Linked DNA regions of Bicyclus anynana: regions 1 and 2 are each linked to region 3. A link is a contact called in public Hi-C data. All regions are on one chromosome and are shown on one strand. Each heading gives the region's core, a stretch centred on a gene start, on an enhancer-like site or on the middle of the called end of the contact. The rest is flanking DNA. Distances are from core to core; before and after follow the strand shown.

What was found. A called contact is a pair of places that touch in the nucleus more often than the background predicts.
Region 1: a Hi-C map of whole larva shows a contact between it and region 3, with 6 times the contacts expected there. The contact joins two enhancer-like sites. A contact is called at or near these places in 2 of 2 Hi-C or Micro-C datasets (whole body and whole larva).
Region 2: a Hi-C map of whole larva shows a contact between it and region 3, with 5 times the contacts expected there. The contact joins two enhancer-like sites. A contact is called at or near these places in 2 of 2 Hi-C or Micro-C datasets (whole body and whole larva).

The regions. Positions count from the first base shown.
Region 1 is chr18:2,403,045-2,407,318 of ilBicAnyn1.1, reverse strand. The region is part of intron 1 of LOC112058090 (serine/threonine-protein kinase MARK2); the gene reads left to right. Among protein-coding and RNA genes, the nearest start is that of LOC112058090, 29 kb to the left of the region's middle. Within about 2 kb of position 2,723, at least 8 of the 8 cell types and tissues checked have open chromatin away from gene starts, as enhancers often do.
Region 2 is chr18:2,260,237-2,264,613 of ilBicAnyn1.1, reverse strand. LOC112058090 (serine/threonine-protein kinase MARK2) reads left to right here. Exons shown (of 21, transcript XM_052886767.1): 4 at 831-938; 5 at 1,326-1,448; 6 at 2,051-2,186; 7 at 3,107-3,242; 8 at 4,089-4,273. Among protein-coding and RNA genes, the nearest start is that of LOC112058089, 82 kb to the right of the region's middle. Within about 2 kb of position 1,458, at least 7 of the 8 cell types and tissues checked have open chromatin away from gene starts, as enhancers often do.
Region 3 is chr18:2,330,082-2,334,382 of ilBicAnyn1.1, reverse strand. All of the region lies in intron 1 of LOC112058090 (serine/threonine-protein kinase MARK2), which reads left to right. Among protein-coding and RNA genes, the nearest start is that of LOC112058090, 100 kb to the left of the region's middle. Within about 2 kb of position 1,977, at least 7 of the 8 cell types and tissues checked have open chromatin away from gene starts, as enhancers often do.

The DNA.
Region 1 (4,274 bases), core at 1,474-3,973, 72 kb before region 3:
CTACACGCTTCGCCGTTCGCATCGCGCGAACATTCGCTATGGCGAATGTCCCGTGGCCAGGCGCTTGGTCCGTGTCAACACGTGGACAATGGGACCACGCTATATCAAATTTCGCAGTTGAATGCGATGCGAGGCATGCGCGAGCGATCGCCCGCTCCGATAGCATTCGTTGTTACGGCACTTGACACCTCGCCGCGTCATCGATGGGTGACAGATCGTTCACCCGCGGCACGCGGATTTGCCTGCCTATTTGTTGTTGACGGCCTCCGTGGCGCAGTTGTATGCGCGGTGGATTTACAAGACGGTGGTCCTGGGTTCGATCCCCGGCTGAGCCAATTGAGGTTTTCTTATTTGGTCCAGGTCAGGCTGGTGGGAGGCTTCGGCCTTGGCTAGTTGTAGGTACGTCTTTACTGGCAAAGATGTACCGCCAAGCAATTAAGCGTTCCGGTACGCTGCCGTGTAGAAACCGAGAGGAGTGTGGATTTATATCCTCCTCCTAACAAGTTAGCCTGCTTCCATCTTAGACTGCATCATCACTTACCATCAAGTGAGATTGTAGTCAAGGGCTAACATTTAAAGAAAAAAAAAAACTAGCTGAATCTACCGACGTAGTTCACCTACCCCCTAAAGCCACCAAGGTCCACGTTTGGACCTTGGTGACCATGGTGAGGATTCACAAGCCCTAGTCTATAGACACTCGACAAAAGAAGGAACTTGGATCAAACATTCTTATGTGTATAAATTACTGAGAATCCAGATAGCACCAATTCTGCAAAGCAAAATTAACTTTAGGGCGCCTAGTACGAGTAGATACTCTCGCCAAGCAATTCGTATTCTACTATGCCTAGAATATTTTTTCTTTTTTTTTATTCTATACAAGTTAGCCCTTGACTACAATCTCACCTGATGGAATGGACCCGGAAGGAATCGGGCTAATTTGTTAGGAGGATGAAATTCACTTTCGGTTTCTACACGAGGTCGTACTGGAACGCTAAATCGCTTGGCGGTACGTCTTTGATGGTAACTATCTAGCCACGGCCAAAGCCTCCCACCAGCCAAATGTAAATTATAAGTATAAGTCGTTCTATATCAACATAGACTCACCAAGTTTGTCAGACATATCACAAGTTAGTTTTATACCTAATGTTACTAAACTAATTTTTCCTATTCAAAATGTAACATTTTTTATACCTCTTTCATTTTATTTTTTTTCTAATAAATAACACTCAAATAGTGCCAACTGATTTTTTTTTTGTTAACTGTAAACTGTCTTTTTTTCGTAAACCGTAAACTATTTTTATAATTATTAATTTGCTTTATTAAGATTGCACAGAGCCTTGTATTTGTATTTTTTAGATTATTATGTAAAAACTGTAACAGTCACTAGTGGATCAAATCAATAAATAGTTACCTGTTTCTGTTTTAAATTAAGAAATGACTAACCTTTACAACGAATGGAGTATCGAACCTATGAATTTTCGAAATCGAGTCCAACCCTTGAACGTATAGAACGTTTTATTGCCATAATATTTACGTTGCTTGGACGGACAGCAGAAGTAATTAAATTCTCCTATAATTGCATTTTCTATCCAACGTTCAACGTCCAATATTTAATTTATTGAGTCTCTGATATACGACGGAACCGAAGATATGATATCAGATTATAAAAATGGTTATTGAAATAAACTTAAAATAATCTTGCATCTTGAAAATTAAAATAAATTTGTGTCAAGTTACACCATATACCTATGTTGCTTATTATCTTATAATTTAAAGTAATACACAAAAATGTCTAAGTTGAATTTTTCTCATAATAAATCGTTTTTATCGGAAATAATAACAAAACAATCTAGAGAATATAAAATAATACAAGAAAACTAAGTTAATTTTTTCTCATGTTATATCGTTCGAAAATAATAACAAAGCAATCTAGAGAACACTACACTACACTCACAATAGTTTAAAATCTAAAAAACAATCTAGAGTGGAAACTAATTTTCTGTATGGTGATATCTTTGTATTTGTATATCAATGTATAGAGTAGGTAACTAGACACGGGACTAAACTTGTACCATCTGCAGAGAATATTGAATTGGCTTCGGGCTTTATTTTTATTTTGCTATCTTAGGGCTGCTGTATATCTGAGGAGGCTCATTCGTTAGTAATAAAATATTTGAGGCATAGCCTGGTCATTAATTATTTAACAACAAAAACATGTTAGTGATGTAAGTTGAAATAATTGTCGATTTTATTTCAATATTACTTAGCTTATTACGAATAGATTAATAGTTAAAATTGACCTACGATGCATATTGCCAGATATACGCCGGCCTTAAAAGGATGGCTGTAATGATAAGCTGCACAACAGGTTATATTGTGATATATACTCAGAGGCACAATTATCCGCCCACTTTAATCGGACGCGAGTATATTAAAGTGGTCGGATAATCGTGCCTCCGAGTATATATTGTTATAAAAAAAATATTTTAATGTTACTGATTTTGTTGAAAATTTTTGTAAATGGACATTTTTAATAACAAATTGTTTCTTGATATATAATAAAACACAAAAACATTTTTAAAACTCATTTCAGTACCAATGACGAAATTGCATTTTATTACCACAACCGAAGATAGGAACCAACTTTAAAGGTCTCTGCAACTTTAATGCCTAGATACAAACCATCAAGCGCGCAGTTCCGCCGCCAACCGCTACGTGGCGTCGCTTAGCGAATCAGCTACTGCATAATAGATGGCGCTGCAAGTCACGTATACTTGGTGTTTCAGACTATTGATTTACCTTTTATCTCCCAGCGTTCAAATAATAATGTAGGTATATTAGTATATTGGTACAGCGATAACCGTGTTTGTTGTACTATCTTGTAAGTTGACATAGCGTTGTTTTCAATGTTAACTACGAGAGGTTTCTTTGTTTTGTTGTTTTTTTTTTTATTTCACTATTATCATTTATTTCAATGAGACGTGATTTTCCTTTAATGTATTGTGTTTGTAATTATTTATTGTACAAGACAAGGTGGTCTTGCAGTTTGTTGATAGCTTTAAGAAAAAAATGTAAAATGTAGTTATTTGTTATGATATTTTAGTTTTAAAACTTTTGTGATGTTCTGGTTGTTATTTTGCTAAACTAGCGGACGTCTGCGTGGAATTAGTTTTTCACAAATCCCTCGGGAACCATCAGTTTTCCGGGATAAAAAGTAGCCTATGTGTTAATCTATGCTATAATATATCTCAATACCAAATTTCAGTTAATTCGGTTCAGTAGTCGAGGCGTGAAAGAGTAACAAACATTAATATCATCATTCTTCGCAAATCTCGGGAAACCATAGATTTTTTCGGGATAAAAAGTAGCCTATGTGTTAATCCATAGTAAAATCCATTTCCATTCCAAATTTTAGCCAAATCGCTTCAGTTGTGGCGGCGTTAAAGAGTAACAAACATCCAAACATCCATACTTTCGCTTTAGCGTTTATAATATTAGTAGGATTAAATTTTACATATATAGCTTATAGGGATAGGGATATAAAGTTTAGATCCAACACGCTGCACCAATGCAGGTCGGTGGGCTGGGTGTATTTTATGTCACCTTTGACTAATTATTATCGAACGCAACTGTCAACGGACTCGCGCCGCCATCTTGTCCGGTGCGTCAATTGGATGATTGCGCGGGAGTCGCTGCGATCGTGTCAAGGTGACATCCACGTGACTTGTCGATATAAGCAAGTTCATTATGCATGTACATAGGTATTAACCTATACCATTACCTATAACTTCTTCAGTAGTGCTCACATGGGACCAAGCGAAGGGAAATAGACAAATTGTCCGATGACGGCTACCAACGCAATGAAAGAGATTGCGGATTTTCCGGTTGCACCGTCATTTGTTGAAATTTGGCTATTTCTCTTCATGACATTATTTTGTTGGTCGCAAGTCATGGATTCGATTAAGCTTCCAACATGACTATCCTCGTACCAACTTTCACATATCTTCCCGACCATGGTTCCTCCCAAAATGTCGGTAGAAATTTATAAAACTCTAATCATGAAGACTTGGTAAATGATGACTCAATACGAACGTGTAAACAAAAAGCGTTACGTAACGCATCAAACAATGTGTAGTGTGCAATAAATGTCATTCAGCTCGCATCTGATGAACCCCTCCACTCTATTCTTGGACACTTGACCTTGACGCTTGTTAAAACTACTTCTTTATCTTTATGTAACAACAAAAGAAATACAGTTTATGTTGGTACATATA
Region 2 (4,377 bases), core at 209-2,708, 69 kb after region 3:
GTGGTGCGCTAATCTTGCCTTATAGATGCAAACATGTACTGTAATTGAGGAGTATCTCTGCGTGATATGTAGCTCAACGAGTCCCAGAGCTGAAGTGGTAATTGGTTGGGCTCATAGTCCATGTGCTGGTGGAGGTTGAATTCTCAAGGTGCTCGAACAGCGACCCCGCACCAGAGAGTATTGGTTGACCCACTAGGTAGACCGATGATATAAAAACAGGTTGCAAAAGCAAGTAGCATAAAACCATGGTGTATGAAAGTCCTTACAAAAGGCCATATCCAGCAATGGATGACTTTTATTGGCTGATCACGATAATGACTATAGTAACACAATAAATACTGGACGTCCACTGTTGGACTAAGTCTAAGACCTATAATGTCTTTAAAACAATCTCGAGCTGCCTGCACCTAGCGGAACCTTGTATGTCTTAAATCTTAAATTTTGGCTGGTGGGCGGCTTCGGCCGTGGCTAGTTACCACCCTACCGGCAAAGACGTACCGCCAAGCGATTTAGCGTTCCGGTACGATGTCGTGTAGAAACCAAAGGAGTGTGGATTTTCATCCTCCTCCTAACAAGTTAGTCCGCTTCCATCTTAGACTGCATCATCACTTACCATAGGTGAGATTGTAGTCAAGGGCTAACTTGTCAAGAATAAAAAAAAAAAAAATCTACATTCTGTGACTATTTTTTTTTTTTTTTAAATTTTTATTTGGGTCAACAAACAGTAAACGATAAGATTACAAGTTACTATTACCTATAACAATATATAATTTATGTATATTTTATTTTATAAAATGGTTTATTATAATGTATTTGATATTTGTTTTCAGGTGCGGATAATGAAAATGCTCGATCACCCCAACATTGTGAAACTGTTCCAAGTTATCGAAACAGAAAAAACACTGTACCTCGTGATGGAGTACGCGTCTGGTGGCGAAGTAAGTATCATTCATGCTACGTAGTCTTGAGGGTTAGACCCCTTATCCCTTATCTAATAGAAGAGGAGACCACTTACGCTGTTGCAAATATGTTGCTGGTAAACCCAGAAAAGGAGAAAAAGTTAATAAAAACATTGAAATGACAATGACAAAAGGCAGACAGACTGAGAAGAAATAAACATTCCAAAAAATTTTGTAGTCTAAAAATACTTTTTTAATTTCCTTTTGAAAGTATTATTTTTAGTTGTTGGGGTTTGACCCGTAGTCTTTTCCGACTAGTTTTGAGGGGAATTGGAATATTGGTCATATTTAAAAGATATGGCAACCATTCTTTAAAAAATATATCACTTTACGATTTTATTTAATATTAATTTGTATCATTTCCAGGTGTTCGACTACTTGGTGCTACACGGGCGCATGAAGGAGAAGGAGGCGCGCGCCAAGTTCAGGCAAATAGTGTCCGCAGTGCAGTACTGCCATCAGAAGAGGATCATACACAGGGATCTCAAGGTGAGCTCAGACTCCGCTCGCACTTAGACAAAATGGACACCCACCAATACGCTACTCGCGAAGTTAATCGAATACGATACACAACACAACACATGATGATGGCCTACACAAATTTCACTTCGCTTCGTGCAACCTCAACCTCGCTGGACTACTGACCGTTGTCGGTTTTTGCGCCTGAGCCAAAGGATTCGATGCAATCCGAGGTTCGTACACGAAGCGCCTCGCTTTAGTACTTGGGGTTACTTTAGGATATGGTTTCGTTCGCGATCGAATAGCGCATTCTCGATATGTCGTCACTTGGAATTTTCATACAAATTGCAGTGATGCAGCTAGGGGCTTTTGGGGCTGCTCCCTTAATAAGAGGGATTAATTTAATAAAAAAGCAGTGGACATTAGTGTTACTCCTAGCAGCAAAATTGTTTTTGTATATAAGGTAGCTAGACTCACAGGAGTACCATAGACTATCTAACAAAGGCTACATGTTTGAAGATTTTAATACGCGAGTAAAACACTAAGGACGCATATTAATATGGCTCTTAATAATATGTTTTTTAATTTTTTGTTAACGATTTACATTTATCCAGTGAATGTATGCACTCCAGGCGGAAAACCTGCTGCTCGATGGCGAGATGAACATAAAGATCGCGGACTTCGGGTTCTCGAACGAGTTCACGCCGGGCGCCAAGCTCGACACCTTCTGCGGCTCGCCGCCCTACGCCGCGCCAGAGCTGTTCCAAGGTACGCCCGCCTTCCCTCATTGGAGCCGCGTATGTGAGCTCCACGTCTCCTCTCCCAGAGCTGGGAAGACTCCCGTGCCGTGAGCACGTAAACCATTGTCATCAAATAGAGGTTGTTAAGGAATTCTACAGTATCACCCATAAGTTATCTCCTCTAAAGAGGGAGGACTAGCCTTATATGTTCAAGTTCCCTGATAATGCCATCTATTCGCCAGCCAGATCGTCTCCTGCCGATAAGATCAGGTAGTCGTGGAGGAACATTCTCACCCGGTCTTGTTCTTTCAAGCTATTTCGGGATTGAGGCCTTTTGACCTATGGGTTGTCCGGGATGTCGTAAATCCTGGCATCCCACGCGGACTGCGATTTCTCGCTATCGGTGTCGGTTTCTGTGACTTGCCCCATGCGGGACTGCCAAGCGTTTGCTGTTGGTAATTTACAATAATAAACACTGATTTACTATGCCTGTAGATAGCAGCACACATTTTAAAAGCCTCGTCCGATTACACTTTTCGTAACTCATTCTCCAACTTCCTAAGTCTAACGTGCGTGAAGACCTTTTCATTCAATTAATAAGTCAGTAAATAACTCCATAACTCTTCTCTCAGAGCTGGGAAGTTTAAATTGTTATTCGTGTTTATTATCATCAATATCTGAGATCATATCTCCTCTCCTGTGAGGAGGTACGACTGGCCTTATAGTGGGCCGTTAAAATAATCTGATAATGGTCATCATCCTCATCAACAGCCGATGGACGTCGTCATTTCAGCACTTTGGGACCCAAACATCCATCGACTCTTCGAACTACATGCCCTGCCCTTTGCCACTTCAGCTTCGCGACTCGCTGAGCTATGTCAGTGGCTTTGGTTCTTCTGGGGTTCTTCTGATAATGGTCACTTTATGTCAATGTGTCTCATATTGCAGGCAAGAAGTACGACGGCCCCGAAGTGGACGTGTGGTCGCTGGGCGTGATCCTGTACACACTCGTGTCGGGCTCGCTGCCCTTCGACGGCTCCACGCTGCGCGAGCTGCGGGAGCGAGTGCTGCGGGGGAAGTACAGGTACAGTCCGCGACGGTGGGGTAGCGTGCCTTGTAGGGGCCCCGTATCAAGAGGGGGGGCCCAAATTAAGGGTAAAGATTTCTTACAAACAAAAAAGCTCGCTTAAAATAAATATGACAGTGACTTGACCTATGTAGAACAAGAAGTGACCAAGAGGAAAAATGAAATTTTTGACTTTTTGCAGTTTTTTTTCCCCAAGAAGCACCAGACTAATTGAGATTGTGTGATTTACATTTTACTAATTTTTGTTTTTGATGATGTAATGTAGTCTGTAGGCTCAGTATCATTGATAGGGGGGAGCTACGTCTCTGGTCCTCGTGTAATACCCCTGCGCAAGTGTAATTCATCATCATCATCATCATCATCCCATATTCGGCTCACTGCTGAGTTCGAGTCTCCTCTCAAAATAAGAGGGGTTAGGCCAATAGTCCACCACGCAGGCCCAATGCGGATTGGCAGACTTCACAGACGCAGAGAATTAAGAAAATTCTCTGGTTTGCAGGTTTCCTCACGATGTTTTTCCTTCACCGTTTGAGACATGTGATATTTAATTTCTTGAAAAATGCACACAACTGAAAAGTTGGAGGTGCATGACCGGATTCGAACCCACACCCTCCGGAATCGGAGGCAGGCATCCCACATCCTCTGTCAGAGCGGACTATAAAGCTGCGTGATTTAAGCCTCTATCGCTTCGTGGTAAAGAAAATGGATCACACGCCCGGGAGCTCTTATTCCGCAAGGAAATATTCCTGTAAAATAATACACACGTATAGTTTTTGGTAGCTTAAAGTTTTTTCTTTTCCGAATATTAGAATATTAATAACGTTAGCTTTTAATTGATTCCAGAATACCTTTCTACATGTCAACGGATTGCGAGAATCTACTCAAAAAGTTCCTCGTGCTGAACCCGGCGAAGCGGGCCTCCCTCGAGAGCATCATGCGCGACAAGTGGATGAACACGGGCTATGAGGACGACGAGCTGCGGCCGTACGTCGAACCACAGCAGGACTTCAAGGACCACAAACGGATAGGTGAGTACGGAGACACTGCCAGAACATGGCTAAACCCCTGTTCAATCCTAGATTCTGCACCTGATTGGACTTTGTCGATGGATACATATGAAAAACATTATAAA
Region 3 (4,301 bases), core at 728-3,227:
CTGGCCCAATGCGGATTGGCAGACTGCACAAACGTCGTAGAGAGTTAAGTAAACTCACAGGTAATGCTGCTTTACTCACGATGTTTTTCTTTTACCGTTTGTATCCCGGTTCTTCTTCGCGGCAACCATTTGAAAATAGATCGAACTTCAAGAGTCTCTAGCGAAGGGTTGCTACGAAGCTAAGGTTTTGGCGACTGGATATACGAGTAATATCCAAATCATTTTAATTTGATACTTACGGATCTGGATCCTTGAGACCTGCAACTTATCAAAGCCACCATTATCTAAACTCCATAATTAGCTACCATATTTAGGTACCTATGGTAGGAGCATGGTCTGCCAAACTTTCGGATATTTTGTTAATTTCTTAACTTGATAAATTGAAGTATATCTGGCCATTGCAGGCTGTTAGTCCATGTGACTTTAGCAACAAGTTATCCTATAGATGTATTAACAAAAAGTTGCTCAAGCTACTTTTGTCTACTCTGAGACGTGAACGCAACAACGTTGTACATCATGATGATTTCATTTACAGTCGATATTTTTTTAATAATAATATTTAATAATTGTGTAACTTATCAATGACTGTTGTGGCGACTTTTTTGAACTTTTTCCTTGCTTTGTATCCAATTTATTAGTGCCTGGATGTAGACCGAGAGAGCAGTAGAGCCGTGGAGAAAAATGTCATCCTCTCGACCTGGACGCTCTGTATCTGTAATCAACTTCTTGCTGCGATGTTCTTGAATAGTTAAAAAAAATTGTGTATTAGCTCCGACGCACGAATGGAGTTTAATCTTTCAGATCGACCAGTTGATGATTGTTGCCCCGCAGCATAACTATGTACGTCTCAATACTGACGCCTGATTAGTGAAAGGTGCGCAACCAAGGAGCAGCAGGTCGCGGCGTGCGCGCCCGTTAACTGCATGCACATGCGTGCGGTAAATTCAACTCATTACGGCACCTACTTCAAATTACAGTTGAGTTCCTCACTTAACATTAAACAGATAAAACTACTGTAATTTTTTATTATACTTAGATGCAAGTTTTTGACGTAGGTATGCTACCAAATATTTTTTTTTAATAACCTTATTACGTTGTTGATTTGATCATTCCGAAGGTTATCAAGCTGCATTTTCAATTGGTTAAATCTCCGTCATTTTCATGACCTTACAATGATTATGTCACACATAGGTCGTGGCACTGGTCGCGCCATCTATCGGTGAGTAGCGGAATTACAAGAAATAATTTTGCATCATATTATGCATTACTTTCGTTTTGTTTACAAAATATTTATCATTTATTTTTTATTCCATATATTGTTCATTCATATAATAGGTGTTAATTTGTTACAAGTTTAAATTATTGCAGTTCTGTTACTCTACACTAGATGGCGCTACTGGTGTTTAATTCTCACCTTGCGCAGTGAAAATGTTTGATAACTGATATTGGGCTTTGGTACTGAAACTTGTTGAGAAAACATGTACAATTGTAATAATAATTAATTAATAATCAGTGATCAATTATTAATATTAATTAATTATTATTTAGCATCACAAAATAGTTTGATTGTGAATTATTTATTAAATGGTATCACACCATTTAATAAATAATGTAAATTAAATTGTAAAAATTACATGTATAAAATATTTGGTTTATATTTCTTATATGTTAAATTATTTATTCTTTTTTATATTATTGAGTATTTTTCAAAGCAAAAAACGAATCCGCATCGTTGGTTTAGCCATGATGTAGTGTCTGTGGGAATGGTTTATCCAACCCCTTCCTACCCTGTCTTTCAGATTATCATAAAAATAATTGTCTGTTAAATAAAACAAACCGTGTTGTCGTCGGAAAAAGGTCTCCATCATGAAGTGAGACCACAGAACGCAAAGTTGTCGTGAAATAAAAAAGCCCTCCCATAAGTGGGGTTCACGGTTACAGTCCGTATATGGCGCGTATTTCGCGTAGGAACAGGTCTCAAAATCTAGTTCTTGCCTCGTTTCCTGCCTACACTGAGCCGGGGTCAGTGACCCGCCCGCTCGTATTATGAGCATGTAATCTTTTTATTTGTCTCATTGTTTTTTACGTAACGAAATTCGATATGTTCTTCAATATCACGAAGAGTTATAACTACTTACTGGTTTTCACAAGACTGCAGTGAATACCAAAAAGAGGGTTATGTGTTTTAGCTGTGAGTTGGTATTCCATATCCATTATATTCGTCTTGATGGTGTGACTGTCACTAGATACCTACCTGGATTATCAATTTTATACGCGATCTAAAAAACTAAATCTAAGTAATTCTTCTGTACATCATATAATATTAAGTACTGTCTTTTGAGTTGATTTTATTACACAGTGACTTTATTATGACATCTTACACTGTACCTACGGATTATTTCAGAGGGCCTAGTGGCAGTTTGATACTGTGACGATCGCGTTAACGTAAACGCGAATTTCTAAGGAATTGAAACAGCGCCATCTAGTGGCACTACTGCACAACTGTTTCAATGGCATATACATTCGCGTTTACGTTAAAGCGATAGTAACAGTATGAAAATATTGAAAACTCCCACAAGGCACACTGTTAATTTTTTTTCCCATTTCGTTTCATAAAGTACTCGTGCGCCATCTATTATCAAAGAGTTGTAGTAATTCAGAAAATGGGCGCGCGTCTAATAAAGTATCAAACTTTTAGATGGGATGGGAGGGAGGGTATGTATGTAACGTAACCATGGTTGGTTGTATATTAGCCTGATTTTTGGTTTGACATGCTACTACGACTTGATAATGACATCCCATTATTTGAATTTTCAATAAAAAAAAAACAATATTGTACACAGTATTTAGATGACCTCACTAGCGCAGTAGGTAGTACTCATGTGTACAATATAGGATTCAATATTTTCCAAATTGGCTCAGGTTTGGTGCCAGGGTTCGACCGTGACTAGTTACTACCCTACGGGTAAAGCGATTCAGCGTTCCGGTACGATGCCGCGTGTAAACCGTCAGAGGTATAGCAAGAATAAACTTATACCTCTTCCAAGTAAGCCCGCTTCCATCTTAGACTATAGCTTGGCAAGTTCGATAATGACATTTCCATGATAATAAATAAAGACTGCGCCGGTGTGAAATCGTGCTTGCGGGGACGTGAGGTGCATTAGTCGTTTCATTCATCGCTACACGCCCCCCCGGCCCGCGCGTACCATCGGTAGTGTTACGAACGAATTTGCCAAACTATACATCGTCACTTAACATCGCAGGCAAGGGTTAGCTTGTCATAGAATAATAAAAAAAATATCTAGTCTTCTTTTGTAGACGCCCTACAAAAAGCGGTCGTGCCGGCTCAGCCATAAAAATATGAACTTGATCCAAATTGTGGCTTATTTAATTTGCACGTAGCGGCCGTTAGGCGGCGCGGCACGTTCTAATGTGAACTCTTAAACGATTTCATGTTCTTTCTTAATTTGCCGCGGGGGATTGATATTGCGGATTTTGAGGTAACAATTTTGAAAACTAATTGCCAGATTTCGACGATCTTTCTATAGAGCATATATTAAAAAATATAAATTTAGGCCGTGTCTGGTTAAGTCCTATTGTTAATTTAAAATTATGAATTTAAAAATAATATGTCGGTTACCCGTTTACCGCTTGAACAACGTTTATAATAAATTGATAATAATTAATTGATAAACTAAGCTTACGAATTACGGCTGTACTAGAACTACCACCTGTGGGAAACAATATTACGTTGTAATAAATTTCAACCCTTTCACTAAATACATACTCAATCTGTTACTTTACTTGAAAAAAAAAAAAAATGTAACTTATTGACTATCTAAAATGAATTAACATTGTTCTTACAAAATAAACGTCGAATTTAATTGCCCTAAATTGGATCTAACTGAAAATCTTGGTTCAATCAATGCTTATATAGCAAGGCATATAACTATTGATTGAACCAATTGTCCGCGTGAAATTCTACCCTTACTCAACCCTACCCCTACCTTACTCCTACCCTACATCTAACCTACGGTTACCCTACCCTACTGCTATCCTACCTCTACCCTATTCCTATCCTACCCTTTTCTTTGTTACATACATACATTATACTTGTGCTAGACTATTTACCTATACTTAAAAAAAACAATCACGTGCCTTGTAACCCAATTACCCCTACATTTTCCCCATTTTACTGCCCCCAGTACAGGTACTACGATAAACAACATTAATGTCTTTACCACTAATTGCGTATGCAAGTAGGTCGGCCATCGCTTATTTGCCAGACCATTGTGTGTTTT